Regions from separate parts of the Mus musculus genome. Here all the other regions are linked to region 1. A link is a contact called in public HiChIP or PLAC-seq and promoter capture Hi-C data. All regions are on one chromosome and are shown on one strand. The core of a region is the stretch at or near the end of the contact, and the rest is flanking DNA. Distances in the headings are between cores, read along the strand shown. Region 1 holds the start of Hint1 (histidine triad nucleotide binding protein 1). Region 2 overlaps Rapgef6 (Rap guanine nucleotide exchange factor (GEF) 6). Region 3 overlaps Meikin (meiotic kinetochore factor).

Evidence for each region. Promoter capture Hi-C pulls out the DNA fragments that hold promoters and counts their contacts. HiChIP or PLAC-seq counts read pairs in DNA pulled down with a chosen protein or histone mark.
Region 2: an H3K4me3 HiChIP or PLAC-seq map of embryonic forebrain shows a contact between it and region 1, with 3 times the contacts expected there. The contact joins the enhancer-like site here to the promoter of Hint1 in region 1. A contact is called at or near these places in 14 of 39 promoter capture datasets (the 3T3-L1 cell line, 3T3-L1-derived adipocytes, the C10 cell line and 11 more), 2 of 15 datasets of contacts at CTCF or cohesin (the NIH/3T3 cell line and large pre-B cells), 11 of 484 Hi-C or Micro-C datasets (the HL-1 cell line, the P5424 cell line, Th2 cells and 7 more), 22 of 115 datasets of contacts at active chromatin or transcription factors (the 230-238 cell line, the NIH/3T3 cell line, the SCID.adh cell line and 18 more) and 1 of 9 other capture datasets (macrophages).
Region 3: a promoter capture Hi-C map of trophoblast stem cells shows a contact between it and region 1, with 2.2 times the contacts expected there. The contact joins the enhancer-like site here to the promoter of Hint1 in region 1. A contact is called at or near these places in 6 of 39 promoter capture datasets (the 3T3-L1 cell line, 3T3-L1-derived adipocytes, the C10 cell line and 3 more) and 3 of 115 datasets of contacts at active chromatin or transcription factors (bone marrow-derived macrophages, embryonic stem cells and pro-B cells).

What each region holds. Positions count from the first base shown.
Region 1 is chr11:54,865,095-54,869,269 of GRCm38.p6, forward strand. Hint1 (histidine triad nucleotide binding protein 1) reads left to right here and starts at 1,289. Exons shown (of 3, transcript NM_008248.3): 1 at 1,289-1,506. The coding sequence starts at 1,396.
Region 2 is chr11:54,539,057-54,543,204 of GRCm38.p6, forward strand. All of the region lies in intron 1 of Rapgef6 (Rap guanine nucleotide exchange factor (GEF) 6), which reads left to right. Among named protein-coding and RNA genes, the nearest start is that of Rapgef6, 18 kb to the left of the region's middle. Within about 2 kb of position 1,490, at least 6 of the 459 cell types and tissues checked have an H3K27ac peak or open chromatin away from gene starts, as enhancers often do. A contact at or near this core is called in SST interneurons and embryonic forebrain, where this site is marked.
Region 3 is chr11:54,414,113-54,418,571 of GRCm38.p6, forward strand. It overlaps Meikin (meiotic kinetochore factor), which reads left to right. Exons shown (of 14, transcript NM_029105.2): 13 at 3,618-3,738. Among named protein-coding and RNA genes, the nearest start is that of Fnip1, 22 kb to the right of the region's middle. Within about 2 kb of position 2,624, at least 2 of the 459 cell types and tissues checked have an H3K27ac peak or open chromatin away from gene starts, as enhancers often do. A contact at or near this core is called in trophoblast stem cells, where this site is marked.

The DNA.
Region 1 (4,175 bases), core at 39-2,538:
AGGCAGTTGTGATGTTTGTGCTGGCCTCTGTGAGAACAGTTTGTGTTCTTGATCGCTGAACCATCTCTCTAAGTCCCCAAGGTTTCTTCCTATGGCCACTTGGAGATTGTCAGATAAGAGGGCCAGGAACAAAATCTAATGAGGTATGGAAATGGAGGCTTAGCGTGCAGGAAAAAAAAAAAAAAAAACCAACATCCAGAGGGCAAGGGTGTGAGATGTTGAAAGAAGACAAGGGTAACAACTGTAGCAACCAGGCCAACAGATCTATATGACAACTGCGATTGTCTAGAGAACGCTGATTGGAGGTCCTGCCTAATCCCGACAAGGAGGAAATGACCCAAAGGACCAATGATGACAAAGTGCACACCATATGTAGAAAACACTTTTTAGGAGGAGCAAAGGGATAGAGAGGAGGAAGGGTGGAGGTGGGGCCAAGGAAGACTTTTTGTTTCTTCCAGGTGGAGCATCTTACCTGAAGCTGATTCCTGCCGGGGAAAATGGCCCAAGAGGCTTACAAACAACTGCCACCTAAGGTCTCATCTCTGCAGTCTTGGACTTAATTGATGCAGAGTGTGGCCAGAGATGTTTAAAGAGCTCCCAAGTGGTTTTTAGTGTGTAGTTATGACTGAGAATTGCTGCCACACACAGCAAGAAACAAACAAACAAAAAAACCCCACCTGATGTAAGACTTCACCTGGCTCTTAGCTAAGGCCTCAAACAGCTGAGGGTTTAAACGATCACGGTCAAGAGCACTTGTTCCTCTTGCAGAAAGGACCAGGCTTCAGTTCCCTCCACCCACATGGCTCACAACTGTAACTCCAGTTCCAGGGGATCCAAAGCATTAGATGTGATTCACTCTTACACATGCTTGCAAAATACTCATCTACATATAAAATAAAAATCTTTTTTAAAAAATTAAAAAAGGGAAGGCTAAGGTATCACACCCAGTAAATGTGATCAGAACAACTTGAAATAGAAACCAGACTGTTCTGGAGCAGGGTCTCGGGTAGCCCAGGCTGGCCTCAAACAATGTGGAGAAGGATGAACTAAACTCTTCCATCCTCCTGTCTTCATTTCTCAAACTCTGGGATTACAGGCGTGCAGCACCAAGCCGGGCTCGTGAGAGGAAGGGATCAAACCTAGAACTCCGTACGCGCTTGGAAAGCACTGTACCAAGCCGAGCCTCCTCCCAGAACTGGCAAATCAAAATTTCCTATAGAGGTGCAGAGGCAAAGAAAGGGCGTTTCCTCCGCCCATTTCGTTCCCTCGCTCGCCGCACGCCGGCGCCAGTGCGCACGCGCAGGCCCACCGGGCGCGAGCCGGCAGTCTCCGCGCGCTCCCGCGGTTCCTCTCCCCACTGTGGCCGCGGCGCGGGAAGGACAGTGAGCGGCCGCGATGGCTGACGAGATTGCCAAGGCTCAAGTGGCCCAGCCCGGCGGCGACACGATCTTCGGCAAGATCATCCGCAAAGAAATCCCCGCCAAGATCATCTTCGAGGACGACCGGGTAGGCTTGCCGCTTGCCCGGCGACACGCCGGCGTTCCCTGAGGAGCCGCGGGCCTGAGGCGACGCGCGGCCCGGCTGGCCTGGCCCTGCGCCCGCGTGGCCCTGCGGCGCGTGCCTGCGCTCGGGTTACGCGTTATCGGCCGCTCGGCCCGCCGCGTGTCGCGGCCCTGGTGAGGTGATGCGGGCGGAGGCCCCGGGAGGTGACGCCCGCCCGGGCCCCCTGTAAAGTGCAGACCCGTGGGGTGACGCCCACCGGGGCCCGCGGCCGCCACCCACCACGCGGGTGTCAATCTGGCCTTCGGGAAACCGGATCCTGCCCCCGGCGCAATCTCCGCGATCTCCCGCGCGCAGCGGTCCCCGCACTGCGAGGTGACCGGGGATTCGAGATCCTTATGCTCCCTGTCCCCTGCTCCGGCTGCAGACGTTGCCTCTGGGGACTGGAATTAGCCCTTCAAGCTTTTTAAAAAAATACTGCTTTAGGGTGTTTTGTTTGTTTTATTTTAATAGATCGGCTTCACTACTCTAGGCAGGCCATGAACTTGCTGACTAACTAACTGGGGCGGACCTTGAACCCTTGATCCCCCGCCTCCACCACCCATATGCTAAGGATTGCAGGCAGCCCACACCCTGCTGATCGGAGAAAACATTTATGGTGCAAGATCCAAAGTTGTATTTTTTCCCCTCCTTGATAGATGAAATCTCAGTCGATAGTGAAGACCAATTTTGTAAATTATTCCCTAGACAGTTCTGTTTATGGCTTTCAGTCTCACATAAAGCAGGGTGGGAGCTTGGCCCATTGACCAAAAGGTTTTATACGGGTTTGTTCAGTTCACTTTAAGAAACATGCAATATGAGAAAGCATTAATGCTACTGGTAATGTTCACATAGACTTGAAATAGTACTCCAAATTTCATTGGGTTCTTGAGGTGAGTTTTATTTAAATTGCCTGTATTTGTCACTAGTCTTAGAAAAAGGCCCATTTCATTTACAAAGTTTGCAAGTCTTTTAGTGTGTTCTGTAATCCCAGTCCCACCATCCATAAGACTGGCCAGCCTGTATTATGGAATAAGACCCTAACTCAAAAACAAAGCAAAACAGAACACTTGCAAAGAAAGAAAGAAAAAGCTTTAAACACAAAACCAGCATCCTGTGGTTCTTGCACTTGGAAGGTGGAGGGAAGAGAATCAGTTTAAGTCCAACCTGGCCTATATGGAGACCCCACATTAAAAAACAAAACAAACAAAAGAGAACCATTGTTTGCAGTTGTTTTGATAAATGGTCTTTGAAATAATGATTGAACTTGAGTATTACTGGCTGAGACATTCTAAATGACACAGCATTTTATAGAGTATACCAAGTAAAATTACTCCCTAGACAGGTAAGTATGGCTGGGTCCTGTTAGGAAGAGAGCATGAGATATAAAACACCCATACAAGGCGGTACCTGCACAGGAAAACAGAACAAAACAGGAAGTTGCAATCAGGACTTCGATCTGGAAAAGGTGGGAGGGGAAGGGAATCAGGTTTGTTTCCAAAATTATAAAGATGGAGGCAGAGGAGATGGTTCAGTGGCTAAGAGTACTTATTCTGAAAGCTTGAGGACCTGAGTTCAAATCCCAGCACCCATGTTTAAGCTGGGCTTAGCTGCATGTGCCTGTGACTCTAGCAGTTTGGTGACAAAGTAGTGGAGCCTGCTGGCAGCTGGCTAGTCAGCCTAGGCAAACATTTAGTTCAATGAGAACTTAAGGCAATAAGGTCCACAGCAATACAAGATGTTTCCATGCATAGGTTGCTCATCCATACATTCATGTGTGTGGATCACACACATGCACGTACACAAAAAGTGAGAGAAATTATTAACACAGGAAGAATTAGATTTTTCAAGTTGAGGAATATATAGTGTTTAAATTAAACAACAGTTGGGGTTAACAGAGGGGCTGGAGAGATGACTCAGTGGTTAAGACCCGTGTTTGATTCCTAGTACCCACATCTGGTTGCTCTGGACTGACTGTCGTCTGCAGTTCAGGGAATCCAGCTTCCTCTTCTGGCCTCCATGGGCAGACACTCAGTGTGAATATGGTGCACATCCATACATGCAGGCAGAAAAAGAAATAATCTTACAGAATAAAGAGCTGGGTGGTGGTGGCACATCTAGCACTCAGGCAGAGATAGGACAGTCTCTGAGTTGGAGGCCAGCCTGGTCTTCAGAGTGAGTTTCAGGACAGACAGGGCTACACAGAGAAACCCTGCCTTGAAAAAAGAAGGAAAATAATTAACTTTTTAAAAAAATGAGAGAGGGGGAGAGAGAATACAAGAGAATTATTGCACGGGGACTATCTATGGACAGTGTGGTTTGAGCCAGAGGACTTGAATGAGATCAGCCTGTTAAGGCTGATGGGACTAAATTTTCCTCATCCATTGTTTCAGTAACTGCTTTGTTGCTGTGAAGAGACATTAAGGGAACTCTTACAAAAGAAAACTTTCTTTTTTTTTTTTTTTTTTTTTCAAGACAGGGTTTCTCCATGTAGCCCTGGCTGTCTTATGTCTTAGAACTTACTTTGCAGACCAGGCTGGCCTCTGCCTGCCTCTGCCTTCTAAGTGCTGGGACTAAAGGCATGCGCCACCACTGCCCAATTCTTTTGATTTTTTTCAAGAAAGGATCTGTGTAGT
Region 2 (4,148 bases), core at 240-2,739, 330 kb before region 1:
GTGTTTGGTCTCACTTTGGGCCAGGCATAGAACTCTAGGACAAAGCCTTTGGCTAGTTTTTATGCTCTGTTCCCTAGCAAATGGAATCTTATTTTCCCTCTACTGCCTGAGGTTGAAAGAGGTAGTCAACCTCCTGACCTAAGCATTGTTGTAATGGATAGTGGGCTGCTGTCAGGGGTCATGTGACTTTGCCTAACGCTGGGTTTTGCCATGGCAGGCCTGGCACTGAGTATCAAGTCTAAGATATGGGTTTAACTTCTTCACTGTACCCTAAACAAGAGCCCATTGAATATATCTACAATAAATACTGTAGGTTTGGATTGTTTGAAGGGTGCAAGAGAGCTTGTTTGTTTTAGGATGACAGTGACGCCATCACTCACCTTCACACAGAGAAGTTTAGAAAGTCTGGTCATGCCTTAGTTAACAATGGGGATATGTTCTGAAAAAAAAATCATTGGGCAATTTTGTGATTGTATGGACTTACATAAACTCAACATAGTACAGCTAAATCACTTTCTGTGGCATCTGTTTACACAAGAATCACACAGACACACGAGTCTGTATTGCCCTATGACATAAAGTTAAGAAATGTAGTAAGCATGAGTGAGGCTTGTGCCAGTATAATATGGCATATGCTATTTGCAGTGAATTTTAATTTATTTGGCAGTGTTACGGATGAAACCTGGAGCCTTATGCATGCTAGTTGGGCATTTTATCCCCTGAGCTATATCCCTAGCCTTTGAACTTTTTTTCTCTTAATGTCAGTACAGGCATACTCTCAAAGAATTATGTGAAATAGTTGGGAAGATATTTTAGTCAGTAATGTGTTTACCTTGCTTGCAAGCGTGAGAATCTGAGTTTAATCCTCAACTCATGTGAAAAATCAGATGTGATAGTATTTGTAGGATTCTTGTTGTTAACCATGCAATCAACCAGCATTAAGTGAATTCCAGGCCGGTGAGGGAGACTATGTCGCCAGTAATAGGTAAACAAATAAGTGGTAGCAAAGGAACAACACTCAGAGTTGTCCTTTGGCCTCCTATGTACAAATGTGTGCATGCGTGAGCATACAGAGCACCAAAATAAGGTATACTGAAACAATCTAAACCAGTGATGGAGACACTTACCATAATCAATATTAATTATTATATATAACTGTGTTATTGTGTTTCTATACAACTATCAGGACAGAAGCTCTGTTTACACAAGAATCACACAGACACACGAGTCTGTATTGCCCTATGACATTGTTACATCTATAAGGTCACTAGACAATAGGGATTTTTCATGTCCACCATAATGAGGCCACCATTGTGTATATGGTTGCTAATTGCAGTGTGTGACTTCACTTTTTTGCTTAGCTGAAATCTCTTATTCCCAATCCTAACCTGGTCTTTGTTCTAATGCTCTGAATTTCCACAGTACTTTGTTGGTACAGTTAAAGAAACAGATGCTAGTGATTTGGGGTGTTGTCATGTCCCAGATGGTTAATTTTCTGTCTTCCTCCCTGCTTCTCCTTTCAGGCTCCATCAGTAGCTTTCAAGTACACTCTGTAAGTAATTAGCATCCCCTTTCTAGCATTTGAATTTGTGACTGCAAACAAAATTCTATAAGACTTTCAGTTTGCTTCCATTGGTGTTTTTCCATTTTCCTTCTTTCTTTCTTTTTTTTTTTTTTTTAAAGGAGCTAAGTGAGGTTTGCTAGGATAGATTTTGTTTCTTTTGCATACACCAAGAAGCCTAATAGGTCATGTATTTCCTCAATCTTGTCTCATAGTTGTTAACTGGTACAAAAGCCCCAAGAAACTCCTTGCTACCTGTGTTTAAAAAAAAATACAAGTAAAAAAAATAACTACCCATGTGTTCTGGGAGTTGTCTTTTTATGAAGGCTTGGTGTTTTGTATCTATTTAGGTTGATGTATTAGAAGAACTGGCATTTAGTAAGCATCCTAGTTCTTTTGCTTTTATCCCCAAGTTACTAGACAAATAATGTAGAGTGACATGGTGCCTGCCTGTAAACCTAAGCATCAGTGTGTGAAGACTTGCCTGTAGGGCTTTTTAAACTAGACCGGCAACATGGAGACATAATCCCTAAGATTCTGGGCCTGAGAATGCATTTTTTTCCCCTAAGCTCCCAAGTGTTGCTAATTTAGGATTTCTTAGGACTACATGCACCAGAACTCAAACTCAATTCTGCCGCCCCCTGTGTCTAGGAGTGGGCTTTTGGGATAGTCTTATTATGGTACCTTGGCTGACTTGACATTTATGATGTAGGATAGGCTGGTTTTGAATTCAAGGGGTTAATTCCAGGACCATAGTGGATACTACATCTGTAGATTCTTAAGTCCCTTATATAAAAGTGCTTTATTGCATGTAACCTCTATACACCCTCTCATATACTTCGTAGTTTCTCTAGGTGACTGGTAACTAAAAACTATGTAAGTAGTTGCTATTCTATATTGGAGTACTACGTAAAAGCAGCTCTATTTCTCCCTGGTGATGAAGATCAGTTTATTCTTTCAAATCAGCAGCTGCCCTCACCTGTTGCTTCTTAGGTCCTAGAGTTTAAAGTTACTCTGCTAGCAGCTTGTACTTGTAGTTCAGTAAGAGTCTTGTACTGCTCTTTTCCTCAAAAACTGTATACAATCTTAAGAATCAAGATCTCTAAACCTGCAGAGTCACACTCAGAAATTCAGATGTATTTCTTATGGAGTAAACTTACTTCTCTTTTAATCTAGTTATTTACCTGAAAAAAATATTTTTCCTTTTTTGTTCATCTTTTGTTTTCCCATTTTGAGACAATATTTCTTATGACGCAATTTACCTCAAGCTCCCTATGTAGCTAAGGAGGACCTTGAACTTCTGATTCTCCAGGTTCTACCTCTTGAGTGCTATTATTATAGTGATGTGCTACCATATACTGTTCTCTCTTTTGTAATTTAATTTTACATATTTGCACGTGGTGACTGTGTCTTCAAGACTAAAGGGGGACGTTTTGCAGGTTTCTAGAAGTACTTGCAGATCTGAAGTTAGTTAACCTTGTTCCTGTCCCATTCTACTGATCGGAATAAATTATAGAACTAACCGAGATCAGTGGGAAGAACAAATAGACTCTGTATGGAAGGTGGTATATTCCTATTGCAGGAAATCATGAGATAATAATAGAAAAGAGAAAATATCATGGTAGCTGTATTAGAAGTTTAATTTGCTTTATCTCCTCTCTTCCAAATCTTTGTAGACCCTTCTTACTTGAAATGGTTTTCTTTTTTAATTTTGTAACCCCTTTTATTCACTTAAAATTTTTTCACTTTTCATTTTAATAAGGACTAATCGGAGATACTATGTGTTTAACTTTCCTCAGTAGAAAATTGTGATCTTTGGATTCAGTGCAATGTTTCTTTTTATTAGTATCCCCATATTGCCTTACTAACTTACTAGAATGCAAGTTGCCTTGGTTTCTTTTTCCTCTGTTACTAATAGATACTTGGCAAGTCACATATCAGAGTATGACAGTAGTTAGCAGTGGTCTCTGCTGATATGAAAATGTTTCTTACAAGAGAATAAGGGATATATATTATATAGAGAATTTATGTTTGTCTGCTTTTTATTATCATCACCACATACCAGTAATCTTAAATAACATGAGTAGCAGAACACACCTTTCTGTTGGGGATGTGAACTTCTGTGAAGTTCTCATTTGCATATGCCAAAGCTCATAGTTAAGATTATATTTTATCAGAGGGCTAAAGAAAGATTGCTTGCTGCTTTCAGAGTTAATAGTAGTGCCGTCCATTGGATATATTTTTGCTTATAGGAAATTATAATACGGAGTCTCTTGAGAGTCCTTTAGAAAATCATATTTTAAGGGGACTTTAAAAAACCACGGGGCTGGAGAGAGATGGCTCAATGGCTTAAGTCTGTTTACTGCTCTTACAGAGGACCTGTGTTCTCAGAACCCACTGTGAGCAGCTTATAACCACTTGTAACTCCAGCTCTGGAGACATCACATGAACATACTCCTTACCACCACCTTATAAGCACATAATTAAAAATAAAATAAATCTCTAAAATAAAGGAAAAACCAGATCTTTGGAGGTGTTAGATGGGATGCCTAAAGCCTACAAACATTGAGACTAATCTGGAGGAAAC
Region 3 (4,459 bases), core at 1,374-3,873, 450 kb before region 1:
TTCAAATACAGTCCTTTTCTGTGTTCACCCTAGAGAGAGGTGCTGAGTAGAGAGGAACATGGACAGCTCTTTCCTTCAGGGATTCTGTTTCTTGAGGAGGATGGTGAAGCTTTGGTCTCATCTGTTCATGTATCAGTGGAGATGCTCTCCTGCTGCACATGTAGCAAAGTGTGAACACTTCACCCAGTGTGTTTCTCTTTTCTGGAGCATGAGCTTGTTGAAGAGGCTGTGACAAATGCTATACAGTAGGTGGTTTCTTTAAACAAGAGAACACAGTTCAGGAATCAGGATGTTAGCAGGGCACAGCTCCTCAAACCCACTGGAGGCGGATCTTTCTTCTGTCAAGCTAGGTGACGTCACTTTGTGGCTGGGGTACCATAGGTTCAGTCTTTGCCAACTCTCATATGGCTGTCTTCTCTCTTTGTGTGTCTTTGTGTCTTCACAAACATTTTTCCTGTGGGTCAGTATCCAAGTTTTCTGTTTTTATAAGGACACAGGTTACACTGAACTAGGACCGATTCTAACTTGGTGAAATCTGTAACGACAGCATTTCCAAGTAAAGTCACCTTCACAGTTGTTGATATCTTCCTAGAAGAATATGGTTCTGCCCATGGTATTGTTTTCCTGTCTAATCAATCCAGACTCTTTTGTTAATTATTTATACAACATTTTAGATCTGACGTCCATCAAATTTTAACTCACTTAAACAAGTTTCTGCTAGAATTTGCTTTATATGCCTAGACACAGTTGTCTGTCATCCTGAGATTTGCCTGAATCACAATTCTGGGGAATTCACTTCACAAAGCTACTATCCACACTCCCCACCCTGTAGCTAGCTAGCTGCCCCCCTCCTCCTGCCCTACAGTTAGAGAGGTGAACCCTCCTCTAGCCCTTATGAAGGAGAGTGGATTTTTTAGGATTGTTGATGACAGAACAGGTTTTAATTCCATCCTCACAGTTGAAGAATCACCTAATCTAGTTAGAGAATTGGAGATACAAATAATTTTCTTCTGGATTTCTCTAGCACTACCTCATCAGGGTTTTAGCTCCCTGTATTTTGAGGAACCATGTTGATTGTTTTGTTTTTCCCTGTTTCAGAAACTGGAAAAAAATCTTGTCTTTGGATCCTGTGTTTTGAAATTTCTTGCCATGTCTCACTCTTTCTCATTGTGGTGTGCCAGAATGTTACGAATTTTACTTGTGTGTGCATAGATGTGCATGTATGGAGTTACAGATGTGTGCAGATGCCATAGTCCACATGTAGATGCCCGAGAACAGCCTCTGGTATTGGGCCTTGCCTTCCACCTTGTTTGAAAATCCCCTAAAATGATTTGAGACAAGAGAATCCCAGAGGTTTGTGGACTAGCCACCCTCTAATGTATAGCATTAAACAACAAGCAACCCTCCCCTTGTCTTCCTCCTCCACTTTGTTCCCCTTATTCTCCACTAGACATATATACTCCACAAGAACATGCACACACATATACACTCTCTCTGTATGCTAATGACTTATGCAGTTGTAGTTAGTATTATAGATGTGGAAAGATAATTGAACAGTCTCAGTTATAAGTAGTGCTTGTCAGCTGTGAAATCATTGTTATATGATATGGCTGACCTTCCAGGCTAACAATATTAGATCTTTGGAGCTAAGAGCAGAATCTTTCAGTCTCTTGTCTGAAAGACAAGGATCCTTGAGCAGGGCATCTCAGCATCTACAGATATGTTCACTTCATTTAGCTGTTTGCAGCACAGAACCTCTACCCTGAATGGTCAGAAATCTTCCAAGAAGGAAATGATCTGATAGCCCCTTAGGACAATTCTCTGTTCTGTGTTTGAGATGGGAGGAGACTGTTGAAAGAAGTCAGAAAACCGATGTTGGTATGAAATAGCATCCATACAAAAGAGGATGTATATGATTCACATAAGGAGTGTGCTACACCCACTCCAGTAGTGACTTGCATGACAGGCCTAGAAACCTGGACACAGTCCTGAGGTGAAAAGTTCACAGAAACTTAGTCTCCTGGAACCATGGCATCCCATATAATGAATGCTCCAAACTTATTCTTGTGAATGGATCTGCGTGCTTTCTTTCAGTATTGTTTTATTATAGGTGTCTCCAAGCAATGACTTGCCAAATACCTAAGCAAAATTGAACTTTGCTTCCTGGCCTTCACCAATGCCCTAGGTAGTCCTTGAGTTGACCCTGGGCTTGGAATTCAGTAAGAATGTTGCCTATTCGGTGACATTCAGAATTGCCTCTAGTATTGTAAGAGAGACAGTGAAAGAAATCAGGCATTACTATCTACTACATAGAGTTAGAAATCTCAGAGCAAGCTTAGCAAAGTAAGTTTAGAATTTTTATTATAGTTATGTATGATAGACTACATTACTTATTAGTAGAAAGTCCCACACACAACCACTTAGAATAAAAGCCAAGTCACTCTCATATACAGGAATTTACAATGGTTCAGGAAGTAGATTGGGCTGTGGTTTTAGAGTATTGCATTATTCATGAGAAGGTTAGCTAGAGTGGAACTCCCTAATTAGAACTATGGCTTGGGCGTGAAAGCCCTTGCCCCAGGAGTGTAAAAACCTCACACCTGGCTTCTAAGAATATAACTGGCCTTAGATAGAACTGGCTTTGTCTTATTGCCTAGTTCCTGCCCATCTTTATGTTTGCATTCCTTTGTTTTATGTAAGAGACTTTAAACATCCGGTAACCTCATTGTACCTTGCTGATGTGTCACCTAACTTCCCTATTTTCTTCTGTATTAAAAGTCTGATGCTCGATTTGACAAATTACATTCAGATTATAGGCACACTCCCTTGTGTCTGTGTCTGTTTGTCACCCCCTTTTCTCCAACTCCTGCCCACCTGTAACCGGAAACCTGCTTTCTCCCAAGGACTGAGGGGGGCTAACTGAGGCCAGTCCGCAGCAGAAGTGAATCAACACCTTTGTACCCCTCATTTAGACAATAAATCAGGACATTATAAATAACCCCTCCAAAGTGTTTCAAATCATGGTTTGCTTTAGCCTCCCAATAAGTACCTGTCTTCTTGGTGTTTGATCCACTGTGTGGTCATTTGAATGGAACTGGTCCCCATAGGCTCCTGTGTTTGAATACAGGTCCTTCCTGTTTGGGAAGGACTAGGAGGTGTGTAGTTGTGTTGGAAATGTATACCTGGGGACAGGCTTTGTGCTTTCCAAAGCCAGGTACTATTGCTCTCTCTGCCTCCTGCTCATAGATTGAGGTGTGTGCCCTCAGCTATTCCTGATGCTGGGGCTTCACTCCACCATATGGATTCTTACCCTCTGGAACCATAAGCCAAACTAAAATCTTTCTTTTATAAATTGCTTTGGTCTTTGTGTTTTATCACAATAGGAAAATAACTAAGATAATTCATCATTCCTTTTTATTTTTCAATACTAAAACCATTACTAAGCCATTCCTTTGACACGGTACATATCCTTGTTTATTTGGGTGTTACTTATTGTTTTCTGATATGATTCTGTCAGTCTAACCAAGAAGACTGAGACTATTTGTACTTTAAATTAGACAGCATTAAATGTAATACTTGGAGGAATTATGCAATAACTACTTTTCTTTCTTTTTCAGTTTTCTCCAAACACATCAGAGATCTGTTGTATTATTAGGTCATCACCAGGAACCAGACAGATGAGAAGGAAAGACCCTGCTGTGAAAAACAGATGTTCTCCTCCTAAAGATGTTCCTCTAGGTATGAGCTTAGCGTAGTGTCCTCATTATATAAAGTGTGGGTTTTTTTTAATGAAAAGATGCTTTCTGTACACAGGAAATTAATTTATAACATGTATCTCAAGATTTTATATAAAACAGAAAAGATAAAATTACAAAAGCCTGGGCAGATTTCATAAACTGAGTAAAATAACTTTTTGAAGATGCATACTTCATCTTTTGAAAACTTTGCTTATGATATTGATTAAATATATTTATCTAGGATGCTGCTCTTTCAATAATTTGAAATTTTATACTGTTTAAATTTTATTTTAGTTGTATTCTTTTAAAAGACAGGGTTTTTTATTTGTTTGTTTGTTTGGCTGTTTTTTGTTTTTTCTTTTCTTTTCTTTTCTTTTCTTTTCTTTTCTTTTCTTTTCTTTTCTTTCCTTTTCTTTTCTTTTTCTTTATTCACCTGGTATTGGTTGAGTACTTCTGTATTAGGCACCATGCTAAGAATCTTAGCATCTCAGTTCCTCACCATGACTATAGTAGATACAATTAGTACTGTTATCCCACTTTTATACACTTAAAAGTAGGAGATTTTAAGTGGTAGATATTATCAAGTGGTTGTGGAAAATTTGGCCATTCAAGGCATCTAACATCAACTACACATTTTTTTTTCTAATTCCTTAGTGAAGCTGAGGAAACGCTCATGAGTGAGGGCCCAATGAAACAACTGAAATTTAATGTATTTTCTATAT